Regions from separate parts of the Mus musculus genome. Here region 1 is linked to region 2. The links are chromatin contacts, called in public HiChIP or PLAC-seq maps. All regions are on one chromosome and are shown on one strand. The core of a region is the stretch at or near the end of the contact, and the rest is flanking DNA. Distances in the headings are between cores, read along the strand shown.

Region 1 (6,449 bases), core at 2,590-5,089, 130 kb after region 2:
TCTTTCTGACTTTACCACTATGTTACACCTTCCAACCAAGAGTTATAAAATTATTTTCTCAGTTATCATTTTTATTGTTTGAAATTCTATTGTGCATGTGTATATGATATGTCCGTGTGTGTGTGTGTGTGTGTGTGTGTGTGTGTCTGTGTGTGTGTGCGTGTGTGTGTGTGTCTGTGTGTGTGTGTGTGTGTGTGTGTGTGTGTGTGTGTGTGTGTCAGAGGACAACTGTTTGGAGGAGGTTCTGTTCCTGTGGCTGTATGTGGATTCTGGGATTGAATGTAGGCAGCCAAGCTTGCTCTACTGATGTAGGTAGAGGGTTATCTCTCAGGCTTTTTATTTTCCTTTTCTTCTAAGATCAAGTCTTAGATCTTGACCGAGGAAGGCCAGTGCTACTTAAGAACCACTTCAAGACCCCAACACCCAGATTATGTTTTTGCTTCAAATATCATAATCTTACTTTTTTCTTTTTACATTTTACTCACTTTTCAATATCGAGCTGAACTGTATTTTACATGAAAAATTTCAGCTGATAAGGCTCAATTTTGAGAATAAAACCTATAGTACTTTCTGAATTTATATCATTCCATTTGGAATTTAGTCATTTATTGTCTTATGTGCATATAAAAATCACTCAACAGTTTAATTTCTTTTCTCAACTCAACCTTAAGTTTCCTTAGTACAAGCAAGCACAAAAACTATGTATTTTAACTCCACTAAACATGATTAGTCTCAAACAACGGCACATGCTTAATATCTTGTAGGATGAATGCGGTTATGGCTGGTCTGTTGACCAGGCTTTGGCATAAAGGCCCAGGTTATAACTGATAGAGTTGGTAGACAGGCGGTTTCTGAATGAACTTATCAATGACCAAGGCAAGCAAAGATGAATCCAATTATGGCAGCCTAGTACTACATACTAAGACCGTGTTCAGAGACAGAGAAACAGCATGGGAGCCAAGGAACAGGAGAAGGAAAGAAAGGAAAGAAAAGGTTAATATGAAAATACTATAAGGCTAATATCTCTGGACTGTGTATGAATCCTTCCCTGGGCTATGCTTTCACATTAATGGTATACTCTTCCATTTACTCTTGTGGAAAAAAAAAAGTAATACTTGGCCCAATGATCGAAAGGAAAAGAGAAATTCAAGCAGCGGAAGATAATGTTTCTGGTTGTTGTAGACTGATGTGCAGTGTACTTTAGTTCTCAGAATTAGCCAAAAGATTAAAAAACAAATAGCCACTACAATCTCAGGGCTGGGGGTGGGGTGAAGAGGAAGGGTCTTGAAAATGGTATCTGAGCAATGAAAGACACAGAATACTTTAAAGATCACTGAATTTAATTTATTCAACCTAAATGCATAAAAGTACAGGTGGGGACATTATTTATGCAGGTATATGCAAATCACTTTATAAAATAGGCAAAGCCCTTCTGCTTTTTATAAGTTGCCAAGGTGGTTCCTGATATTTTAAAAGCTATGCACCTTTAATGTAATTTCCTTAGAGCTGGAATCCCTTAAAGAGTCCGTCATTGTGAGAGCAGGTTTGTTTTTACCCTCTCTCCTCTGGGACATTTCACAAGGCTCTCATAAGCATCACAGAGCGAGAGGTTTCCACAGAGATGTGACTGGAAAAATCCCTTGGAAATTGCTGAGGAACAAGTCACAGTGTTCAAATCAGAGAACATAGGCTTTGAAAACATGAACCCATCTGACCCCTTGAATGGAGTACAGTGAATTCCTGAGCTCTGAAACATGGGGCCCGGCTGTGCATGCCATATTGGTGCTATAAGACTGGCAGTAGGTTGGCTGTGGCATGGTCTATTTCAAACTCCTTCACAGTGCCCAGTGTTGCATGTTCCCAGATGACATTTGGTTGGCAGAAGCTGGGCCTCCAAAGCTGGCAGTCTGGAATGCAGCCCACTGTGTTTTGACAAACACATAATTGACCATCTGATCACCAGCCTACGTTCTGCACTCAGGTCACTGGGGGATCTGGGTTTGTAATAGGTCCCTACTCTTCATCGTGTGCATCTTCTCAAACCTTTCTAGAAAGCAGTATAGAGACAACTTAAACACACCCACGCAGATACTCCAGTTTGCAAAGAGAACATGGTACGTGAGACACAAGCTGCTGAAATTCTCCTTTAAAATTGTCCTGGCAGCCCAGAGTGAACGAGAGAAAAGCACACTTATGGTGAACTCTAATTCAGAGAGAAGGAATGAATATACTGAATTGTTTCAACACCCGGCTGTGCATAAGTTTCAATTCAGTTCAATGGCTTGGAAATTTTGCTTAGAAAAAGGCAGCAATGGAAAAATGACAGGAAATCGGGAATTGATTGACTTTAGAGAGCCATTATTTAAAAGTGCTTTTGTCTCTCATATTCTCTCTCCTAGCTATCCCATGCCCCCTGTGGGCAGAAGAACCCTGTACATCTCAAGGCTAGCAGGCAGCAGCTCAGTGTGATGCTAGACTGAGGCCTTCAGTGGAACTCCCATAAGGATGGGTTTGGCTTTAAGTTTGGCAACCACGGTAACATCAGCCTTTCTCCTAAAGGGCAAGGCAAAGATATGCTTGAGTTACACAAATGTTAATGCCTGAGTCAGCACTCTGAAATGACATCTCATCTCCACTCACTGCACAGTTCACTCACTGCACAGTTCAAGTCTTAAGCAATTGCCTTAGGTTTCTTTAAACTATCTTCAGGGGTGTACGATCAAGTCTAAACTCCTTTGCTTGGCATCAGAGGCCCCTTTGACTTGACTCCTGTCTATCACATGCTAGCACACTCGAGAACTCAGTAGCTAGACCTGGCGGTTACTTGGTGCCTTCTCACTTTTAAATGCTCTTGTTTTCTCTAACAACAAACCCCTTTCTCTCTCTCCTCCTGTGCCCACTTGGTAAACCCCTAGTCACTATTTTCACTTTCTGAGCCAGCTTGAACCTTCTCTATGGGTAAGCATTTGGAGATACCTGAATTCCAGTGCTGGTCACAAAACAGCCTTTGCACATGGTCATCGTCCCTAGAACACTGAGGGCTTCTTTCTTTTTTTTTTCTGCATTGCTGTGGGGCAAGCCCAGGCCTGCACTCCCGCTCCACTTCACTGAGCTACAAGTGTTCCAGCTTGAGCTGTTCTCTCAACCCCAGACTGTGCCATTCTTAATGAAAGGTGGCATTTCTCATTTATCTTGGAGTTCCCAGAACTAAGCACTGTTACAGGCTTTCTATAAACGTTTGTTGACTGAAAACTAAATAAAGAACTGTGCATAATTAATCAAAACCAAGCCAAGCAGTAGCCATAGCTCTTAGAAGCATGGTAAGAGACTACTAGCACTCTAATGAAAGTGGAAAATCCCAGCACTGAGGCATTTTCTGGGTTATCACAGGGGTTGGTGACTGGCTTGGGTGAGAGTTAGATGGGGCAGGGCAGGATGGAGGCTGTGATGTAGCATCTTTTTAATACAGAATGTCAGTAATGGAATACATTACCACCTTCTGATGATTAACTTTTAATATTGTAAAGGACTGGCAAGAGAACATATCTGGGTCTGAATTTCAGAGAAGCCTTGCTGACAAGAACTGGGCTCCCCAAACAGGGCTAGTCTGTGTCATCTGCTTTGAGGCAGCGTGGTAGATTGTGGAGTTTTCCTTTCTGTTTCTGCCGAAGAATAATGGGACAGAAAACTCTTGCAGGAAATCGTGGCAGCTATTCAACTCCTATTTAAATCTGGGTCAATTCCAGATGCGGACATTGCATGCAGTGCCAAGGACAGAAGGTCAAACAGGCTGAGTCTTGCACCTGTCCCGAGGAGGTCATTGAGGAGGCGCTTGGGAAGGAGAGGCCCTGGGGATAATGCTCTGGTTTGTTCCCAAGGAACTGTTCCTTTGCTGCTGAGGGGCCTCTAGAGCAGCACCCTGGAGCCATCAGCTGCTGTCCATGGGAGCACTTGAGGACACGGGACTGTTACTGGCTCCGTCATCCTGCTGGCATAAAGGCAACTTGAGGATTTCTAACAAGTCAAGCAAGCAAGCATGAAGCCTGGCTTGGGGTAGGACAAGGTCATGAGTACATGAATGGACTATCAGCTTGTGACACGGTTTTCTTTTCCCAGCCTTACTCTGCTAAAAAAAAAAAAAAAGTCCAGAAACTGCTCTGCTGATGTAGCACAGAATTAGCTTCACAATTTCCTATGAGGCCCACACGGACTTTCAATTAGAGGCCTCCCGACTTGATTTCTACTAGGTGACACAGGTCTCCTATACGGTTTGTGTCTCATGCTTGCCCCAAAGCACTGACGTCATAATAGCTGAGCTAGGCGGGCAGGAGTTCATCGTGCTGACTCATCTTGGTGATGTGAGGATTAATGCCTTGTCTAACACTGAGCTATTATGCGAACTGTTTTTACACAAAAGAGCTGTTACAAAATGATTTGCCAGTCAGAGGACTAGAAATATGCAGTGCTAGGTAACGAAGGGGAAGGGAAGGGTAGGAAGACACAGTGGTAACGATGAGCATGCACACCAACATCATCCAAAGCATTAGCTGACCGGCTGTATCACCACTGAGAATGAACAGGGAATGAGATGGCTTAGGGCCAGGTAGGACCTGGCCCTGTTGTATAACACAGCACCATTCCTTGAGGAGTCTAACCAGCCTCCTTCCTATGTCAGATAAAATGTCACATTTGACTTTAGCCTTAGCATCTTTCCCTGCATTCTCCTGTATTAAATATGTCTGCTGCAGGCTTCTAGGACTGATAGTGAAAGCCACATAGATGTGAAATCAGAGACCTCGTCATTTGGTGCAGACCACTGCAGCACAGGAACCACCACAGACGGGGAGGTGGCAATGTGATCGAGGGACAAAGGGAGATGCAATGAGCAGGATACCCACGGTCACGGTTACTTAGCTATTATCTGAGATGACTGCCTGTCTCTGTAGGATTTCCTAGGTGGTGCCTCTTGGTAGTGACTTGATCATTTGATTTCATTGCCCCAGAATCTCCTAAAAGCAGTCCAAAGTAATATTTATCCAAATCTGCTCAGTGCAGGCAGGTTTGGTCTTTAAATAATAAATGTTCTCTTTTTCATTTTAAATCAAGTTTTGTTTCTCCATTTCTTCTTTTTATTCCCCTAAAAAACTTCCTGTCTTCTCTGAAAAGAAATGGCGCATTCTATAAACTTGCAGGCACATGTGAATCCTGGATTTCTTTTATTTTTCTTCCTAGACTTTATAATTTTGCACAAATTTTTAGCCTATTTACTTTTCAGGCTTGTACTTCTTGGTAAAAGGATATTATAAATTTTGTCAATAAATGAAAGCTCTGATCTAGAAGTTAAAATTAAAAATGGTTGGACCTAGGGACGAGTGAATAACGGAAGAATAAATAATTGCTCATTGATTGACAGAGGAGCAAAGCCCAACTGTTGCTGAGATCTGGCTGTGGACTGTAAGCTTCAGTTCAGAAGAGCAGCGACTTTTGCAAATAGCAGCTGCAGCAAGGGAAAGGGCAGTCTTTTCAGAGGACAATGGCTGGGCTGCTGGCTCCCTCACACAGGGCAGCTCAGCAGTATACTACCCGACTTGGCTCCAAGCAGGAAAAGGCGCTAAACATGGATGCTAGACACCACAGTAAAGTCAACCAGGAAATAGGACACCAAAACCCAGAGTTTTTTTTCCCCAAATCTACTACTTCTTTTTTTTTTTAAAGGCAAAGAAGCCACTTTTACTCACATGAAGAGCAGCAACAGGCAACAGACTGGTGGTCAAGGGACTGAAAATGAAAGAAAAGACAAAGAATTAGACACAAAATCTAATGCAGGGGTGGACCACAAAACCTTGAGATTCCTGATGGGACTCACTGCTCCCACACTTTGTCACCTGTAGCCACAAAATCATTAATGTCCAACTTCAGCAAGTTTCAAGAGCTGTAGCCTTGCTATGATGGAGGCCAGTGTATTCCTGTACAAAAAGGACCCAGACCTTTCCTGATGTCACTTGGCCTCTATTAGACAGCCTGTCTAGAGGGACGGGCAGTCCTGTGCACTAAAGTAGTTACTAGCTATGCGTGTCTCCTTACATTCCTTAACTTTAATGAAAAGCTCCGTATTCAGAGCTTCAGTTACACTAGCTACATTCCACGTGTGCAATGGCCATGCGTAGCTGGCGATGACCTTAATGAAGAGCACACAGAACATTTCTGTACTGAAGAGAGCTCTGTTTTTGATGGTGATATTGTGACAGGGTGATTGGAATAAAAACTTCTGCACCCAAACATGGCTCTAACGATGACACTTTCAGGTTTGGGAAAGTTCATCATGATAGCTTCCTATTCTATGTTTAAAAGTCTAATAATTACCTCTTACAATCCTCAACCAACAAAACAAATAATCAGTTACTACTGGAATGCCACCACAGTTTTGATGGATACTCTTCTAGAAGAAG
Region 2 (6,702 bases), core at 890-3,389:
TTCCTTTAAAATATTAAAGGTAAGCAAGCGATGGCTCATTTCTGTGGTCACAGCATCCTGGAGGCTGAGGTGGGAGACTTGTCAGTCCAAGGTATGTGGTAAGACCCTATCTCAGCAAAGGCTCTCACAGACAAAACAAAAGAGAACTGAAACAAGTCAACTTGCACATAAGCCTTTGTGGAAAATGTCTTTGCATATTTTGGGGGGCTAGACATAAAGGGACACTAACTGTTCTGAGAGAAAGAGTGATCCGAGGGACTCAGGCTCCATGTTGAGGGCATCTATAACCACAGAGAGTGGAGTAGTTCCTAGAAGCCAAAAGGATCAGAGAGTCAAGCAATGCCAACTACAAAGCTCACTATGGACCAAGGATGTGACCCCTTCCCTAGATTTCCCATGTCTTGTACAAATCTGGGGAGGGGAAGACAGTCTTGAGACTTCATTAGGTTTCTATATAAACTGGTCACCCAGGAGTCTTAGGTTTAATTTTCTTAAGAAAAACAAGGAAATGGTTCACATATTTGAATGTTTAAGAATATAGCTGTACTTTACACACATACTAGATAGTTTATAATGACAGTAAGTTAATGCCTTCCCCATTTTCCCTTGTGCCTGTCTTACAGCCATAAGACAGCTCTACCTTACCTACTGCAAATACAAGTACAACTCTAACTGTAACTGAAAGAACACAGGTTGCTAACTGGATCCCTGACACTGTCCCACACATTCCCCCAAAGGGGTAGGTGTTCTCTTTGGTTACTTCTCCATAACAGACACTGTACAGACACTGCTGAGAATAAGTGGAGCTCAGGGCTCATTTGCTCTGAGGTGAGCCTACCCGTTGTTCCAGGAGGTCCTTCTAGTCCCTGGTGGCCCACATCTGTTCTTCCTCTTGGGTTTTGTTTTTAATTTCCTTACTCTCTCATTAGTTAATAACCATGGCTCTGTCTTCACCATGAACTTATGGTTTATGAACTTACCTCACTTCTTTTAAACCACACTCATCTGTTTATTATTTCTGATCTCTGTTAAGTTATTCTCAACTTCCTGACTTCATCTGTCCTAAGAAATATTCTACTAGGCCCTTCTGCCACTGACGATTCAGTGGATGCCAAAGATGGCGAGCCACGTTTATATGAAAGGGAAAGAGACACCTAGTCTGGAAAGTGAGGTAGAAAATTATCAGGCTCCACTCTTGCCTGACCCAGGGAAACCAGTGCTTGGTAGTAGATGCTAGAAGCTATCTATCAATGGGTGCTGACAACAGCTCTTTATATTTATGTTAACAGTGTCGGGGATTGTTTAGAATATTTTCACTTGCTGGCCACTGGGTGTCCTCATTTACAAAGTAAATATGCAACATTTAGTGCAGGTCACCAGGGAGAATAAAAGCCACTAGTCTTCTCTTTGGCTTTTCACATACTGGGTCTAAATTTATTGCTAAACTCACAACCAGGTTGTATATTAGTAATGTTTAAAAGTTTTCAGGTCAAACTGTTAAAAGTTTTTAAACCAAAAACAAGTTATTCAGTGTCCAGACAGGAATTTAAAAGGCTGTTTCTTCACAGAAGGGACTGTGATGCAGCCATTAGAATGAGCCCTTATTCCTCTGAAAACTGGCATGAGACTGTGACTATCTGCAGAGATCCAGCATAGAGAAGCAGAGAAGATCTTAATTTATTCTCAAAAAGAGAGAGAGAAAATACCAAATATCTCTATGGGATATTTGTTAGATTCTTCTTCTTTTTTTTATCTTGACTTTTCTGAAAAGTAATTAAAAATAATAATGAGAAAGATAAAATATGTCCTTTGTCTGAGAAGCCCAAAATAATGTAAAAAATAGCACAACGTGCTGGGTCAGCATCATGACTATTAATCATTTCACATTTGAAGCCAGAGAACAGAGTCGGGCCTTTGTGGACCAGTTATTTCATCTATAAATGAAGATGTTTATGCTCCATGGGGTTGTCTTGGGAGAAGCCAAGCAGAGTCCTAAGGCACACTGGGCTCCTGGGATGAGAGACTGCATATGAGAGGGGCTGAGGACATTAATAACATTCTGTGGTTGCATCACAGCTGTGGATGACTTCGCTCTGATGGCAGATACGAATCAAGGCCAAAGCTTGTACAGCCAACAAATATTTCCTGGCTTGGTCATTCTAGGGCTCTGAGGTCGACATGCTCTTGCAACCACTTTCTATGCGTGCTGATCTGATTTTCTGCTTTTCCACAACTCTCCCTGTCTCCTCACTTTGCTTATAGTAATGAAGGAATTCTTTCCTTTTCACGCCAGAAAATATTTCTGCCCTACAATCCTGCTAACTCCTCAAAGTGGAGACAGAGCTACTATTAAGAGTAGAAGGGGACTTGCCTTCAAATGTCATACTTGGCTAATTAGCTAATCTTTCTCAAAAGTAAACTTCGCTGGGATAATTTTTTCACTAGTGTACATCTCTGCTTAATTATTATTCTTTGGCATGTCATTTTGGTATATAAATTATCAACATGATCCTGTGCCATAACTGGTAATTTATACAGATAATATCAGGGAAAGAGGAAGCTCTCTGAGCTATTCACTGCTTTTCAGAGATAGATGGTCTTGCCTTTGCTGGCTTTGCTTACCAGGGTTTTTGCTTGTAAAAGACCACCCACTCCTGCTGCCAGGACAGCAATCTATGGCTCTTAATCAATAGTTAAGTGCACAACAATGCACAATAGCTGGGTCACTCTCATCCTGTGACTGTACAAAAGCTTCACAATGCCTTTGCAGTAGATGGAGAAGTCTCCACTTTAGTTTAAAGATCTTTAAGTTCCTAGGATTGAGACTATTTTCCAAGTCTTTAATTAGTAGAGTCATGTTTGAACTACTGTAACCTCGAAGACACATATCTGCAGAGTCCTTCTGATCATATTTTACCCTAAGAGCTTTCCCACTTTGGCTTCCTTGGTTTGCTCCTCTAATTTCACTTTCAAAACTTCTTGAGGCTCAGTGGCTGAACACTACACAGCATGGGCCTTATCTGATGTGCCGGCGCCTGGTGTGGCCTAAGACACACTGGTGTTTTGTTCTTACAGTACGGAACTGATGTTCTGAAACCTAGACTCCAACACAAAGCAGATCATTAGCTCATTTAAGTGTCTCTTTCTTTCCTCCCAGCCTCCTCCTACCCACCCCAATACTTCCTTAGTCTTATGTACTGGCAGCAGATGGCAACCATATTCCAAAGCTGAGTATATACAAAATCATGCCATGGAGAACAGAGTGGCTTCAAAGTTAGCCTTTCTATTCAAGTGGGATGGCAGAGACTTCTGGAACAGGGGACTCATCTCTCGTTCACTTAATCCTCTATTCATTCAGCCAGGAATTTGTTTTCTTACACATCTTTCTACTGTCCAGCCAGTTGAAGGAGGGTGGGTGTGAAGCAACTCTCTTGAGGGCCCCTCCAGCAGGAGGGCCCTAAGATTCTATGCCAAGCTCTTATTTCCCTGGGCCAGCTCTGCCTGCTGCGGATCCAATCATGCCATTCCCAGGGGAGGAGCTCTGGAGCATTGTGTGTGGGGGCTGGATTTCTCAAGAACCATCTCCTTGCTATACTAACAGTCATATGCTGCCTTCGCCAGACAAAGACTGGACCTGGGAAGATGATGAGACAAGAAAGAATGGTTGGGGCTGCACAAAACTGTACCCCATTTGACAGTGATGGAAAGCAGAAGTGGGAGATCTTTCCTTTTAGTTATTGCAAGGTTTTCTAGAGCTTTCACCCAATCATCTGTTTGAGCATCTTGTGAAGAACATCTATTTTCATATCTATGAACAAACAGGCACCAGATTATATTACAAAGTTGACCTTAACCCTGCCATATTGCTATTAAAATCAAAACATGTAGCGGTCTATGATCAAGAGAAAGCACTCTGTTTTCCCAGCATACAAACCTGAGGGTATCTGGGATGCACTTTGTTATGTAGGTCTGCTGAGTGGAAAAATTCAATTCAATATTATAACCCTGCAATATGCTCAGTAGTACAGTTCCCTGAGCTGCCCTATCTCCTTCAGTCATCCATTCTGCAAACACTGGCTGAACACCTACTATGGCTAAGCACTTTACTGGATCCAAGAGATGAGGAAATGGACAACAGCAGAGTTTGCCTGGATAAAACAGGCATTCAACATTTTAGCTGGGGCTGACCATTCAGCGGCACAGCAACTGCCTAGCAAGTGTGGGGCAACAGGTCCGCTTCCCAGAATGACAAAAATGAATGTATGAATAAGTAAATAATAAATTATTAAAATAAGGAGTTACAAGAACTGGCAAGGAGCCTTTGAGATGGATCAGTGGATGGAGATACTTGCTACTCCAGCTGATGACCTGAGTCCAACCCATGCCTCTATACGATGGAAGAAAAGAACGAGTAAGTTATCCCTGGCTTCTACACACATGCTGTGGAGTATGTGTGTGTCCCCTCCTCACATGTAATGCTTTTTTTAAAGCTGCCAGAGCATGGATGTTATGGCTAACCCCTTTCTGACTGGAGTTTAGGCCTGCTCCAAGGAGGGAGCTCATTCTGATACAGTAAACCTTGTCCAAAGCTTGTGGCTGGGAGACCATCGGTCCTAGGGAAACACACTCCCATCACTCGGATAAATGGACATGTGGTCAAACTGCCTTCTAAACAGTCATGTTTACACACACAGATCAGGGCTGCCTTCATCAGGGAGATTTGTTTTGCAGTAGGCAGTGGTTAAGCAGACACAAGAGAGCTGAGACTTCAATGGGACATCTACCGCCCTCTTCAAGACTCAGAGAACATCATCAAAGGGAAGAGGACTGGAAGGTGTGTCGCAAAAGAGGTATTCTAGAGATGACATATCACTGCAACAACAGGTATCCACATCAGTCCTGTACAAGAGTGCGTGCCTCAATATCTCTTCATGGTCAGAGGAGGGGCTCATGAGACTCCATGATTCCCTAAGGAACTACTGATAATTAATGCTGACCAGGGCTCCATGACATAACCTGTCACCATTGCCCATACAAGAAACTGTAACTAAACTTACAGAGTCATAACTACACACAAAAGACATTAAGGAGGGAGGGGGGCATTGCTGGGATTGAACAGTTTCAGAGGGAGAAGGAAAAGGATGGGAAGGTAATGGGTGTGTGCATGTGTGAAATGACTAAAATTCATTATATACACATATGAAGCTCTCAAATATTTTTAAAGTATATATATATATATATATATATATGCATCCATATATATTTCTAAGATTATTTGAGAGTTATATATTATATAAGAATATATTATTAATATTAAAAGTTATATGACACACACATATACTGGCTATGTTATTTGAATAACAGGAATGGTTCACCTTGCAGTGCTGCTTCTGACTCTTCAGAGGGTTTGGACCCCTGCTACCAAAAATATTCTGTCTTCAGTTCCTTCTACTGTTAGACGGGCTCCCTTCTTGGCTACAATACTGAGAGTTCAGATTGCAATGCTGCTGCTGCCTCTTCTTTTTTTTTTTCCCTTTTGGGTGGGATGGTAACTGTGAGGATCGTTACTCTGTGAGCTACACATATATTTTCTCTGTAAATATTGTACCATCTAATTTGCGTCTTTGGATTCTGCTGATTAGCCATCAACATGTGATTTAAGAAATTCTGCATGCAAGATGCAGAACTCATGACTCAGTAAGTTATCATTTTAAAGCTCTGACTTGGGATGTATACAGACTTGCACATAATCTGCTTTGGCTTTCAATCTGCAGCTATTACTGGAAGATTTGAAGATCAAGTTCCTCCATGTGTGTCCTTGCAATTCTACACCCACCAGCAGAAACACTCAGGAAGAAAGAGAAGCAAATGTCTAAAACCTCTCCACATACTGCCCCAAACTATGTGGGTACCACAGGACAGGAAGCAGGGACAAAGTCAGCAAGCCTCATTGAATTTATTCTTCAGGTTTTATTTTCCTCCTAACTATTGCAAACTGTTTCAGAAATGAAAATGGTACCCAAGCCAGGTAACTGAGAATAATTCTCATTTTCATCAAACACATTTACTTTTTCTAACTGCACCTGATTTTGAATGATCTCAAAATACTCTAAAGTCATCAGGAAGACTGTCTTTTAAAGATATATATGTATGTATGTGTACATACATACATATACATACATAATACATGTATACATACATACATACATATGTGTATACACGCACATTTTTGCTTGGATTTCTCTCTGCAGAAGGCTCTGTGATATGGCAGAACAATGGTCTGCCTGTTTTAAGGTTTGATCTATGATATCTTCATGAATCTGGCCATGGGAAGCTTACACGGGGTGTGTGCAGGCTGGCATCTGAGGGAGAGAGTAAACCTCTCCATTCCATTTCCCATTATTTGAAACTCTCTCACTGATCCGAATGCAGGTGAGCACCAGGAACTCAGTTGGGTAATGTTATCATTCAACATTATCATATTATTTTTTAAAGCTTTCTCACACCAAGAAAAAAGACATTTGGAAGGCTTTTTTGTTTTAAACTTTTCTGAGTACCAGATAATTTCTTTATCTATGATATGTGGTGTTTTATAAGGATGCTGACAGTGTACTTGACATAGACTGGGTACTTATTAAATATTAGTCCTTTTCCATTTTAAGTAAAGTAAATCAACAAATGTAGAGGTGTTTTGTTTGTATG

What was found. HiChIP or PLAC-seq counts read pairs in DNA pulled down with a chosen protein or histone mark.
Region 1: an H3K27ac HiChIP or PLAC-seq map of heart atrium shows a contact between it and region 2, with 11 read pairs. The contact joins two enhancer-like sites. A contact is called at or near these places in 15 of 484 Hi-C or Micro-C datasets (the C2C12 cell line, Sertoli cells, adipose-derived mesenchymal stem cells and 10 more) and 1 of 115 datasets of contacts at active chromatin or transcription factors (heart atrium).

The regions. Positions count from the first base shown.
Region 1 is chr16:43,462,276-43,468,724 of GRCm38.p6, reverse strand. Zbtb20 (zinc finger and BTB domain containing 20) reads right to left here. Exons shown (of 11, transcript NM_001285805.1): 5 at 5,739-5,778. Among named protein-coding and RNA genes, the nearest start is that of Gm15713, 45 kb to the right of the region's middle. Within about 2 kb of position 3,839, at least 151 of the 459 cell types and tissues checked have an H3K27ac peak or open chromatin away from gene starts, as enhancers often do. A contact at or near this core is called in the C2C12 cell line, adipose-derived mesenchymal stem cells, cerebral cortex and 5 more, where this site is marked.
Region 2 is chr16:43,587,643-43,594,344 of GRCm38.p6, reverse strand. The region is part of intron 9 of Zbtb20 (zinc finger and BTB domain containing 20); the gene reads right to left. Among named protein-coding and RNA genes, the nearest start is that of Mir568, 50 kb to the left of the region's middle. Within about 2 kb of position 2,139, at least 70 of the 459 cell types and tissues checked have an H3K27ac peak or open chromatin away from gene starts, as enhancers often do. A contact at or near this core is called in the C2C12 cell line, adipose-derived mesenchymal stem cells, cerebral cortex and 5 more, where this site is marked.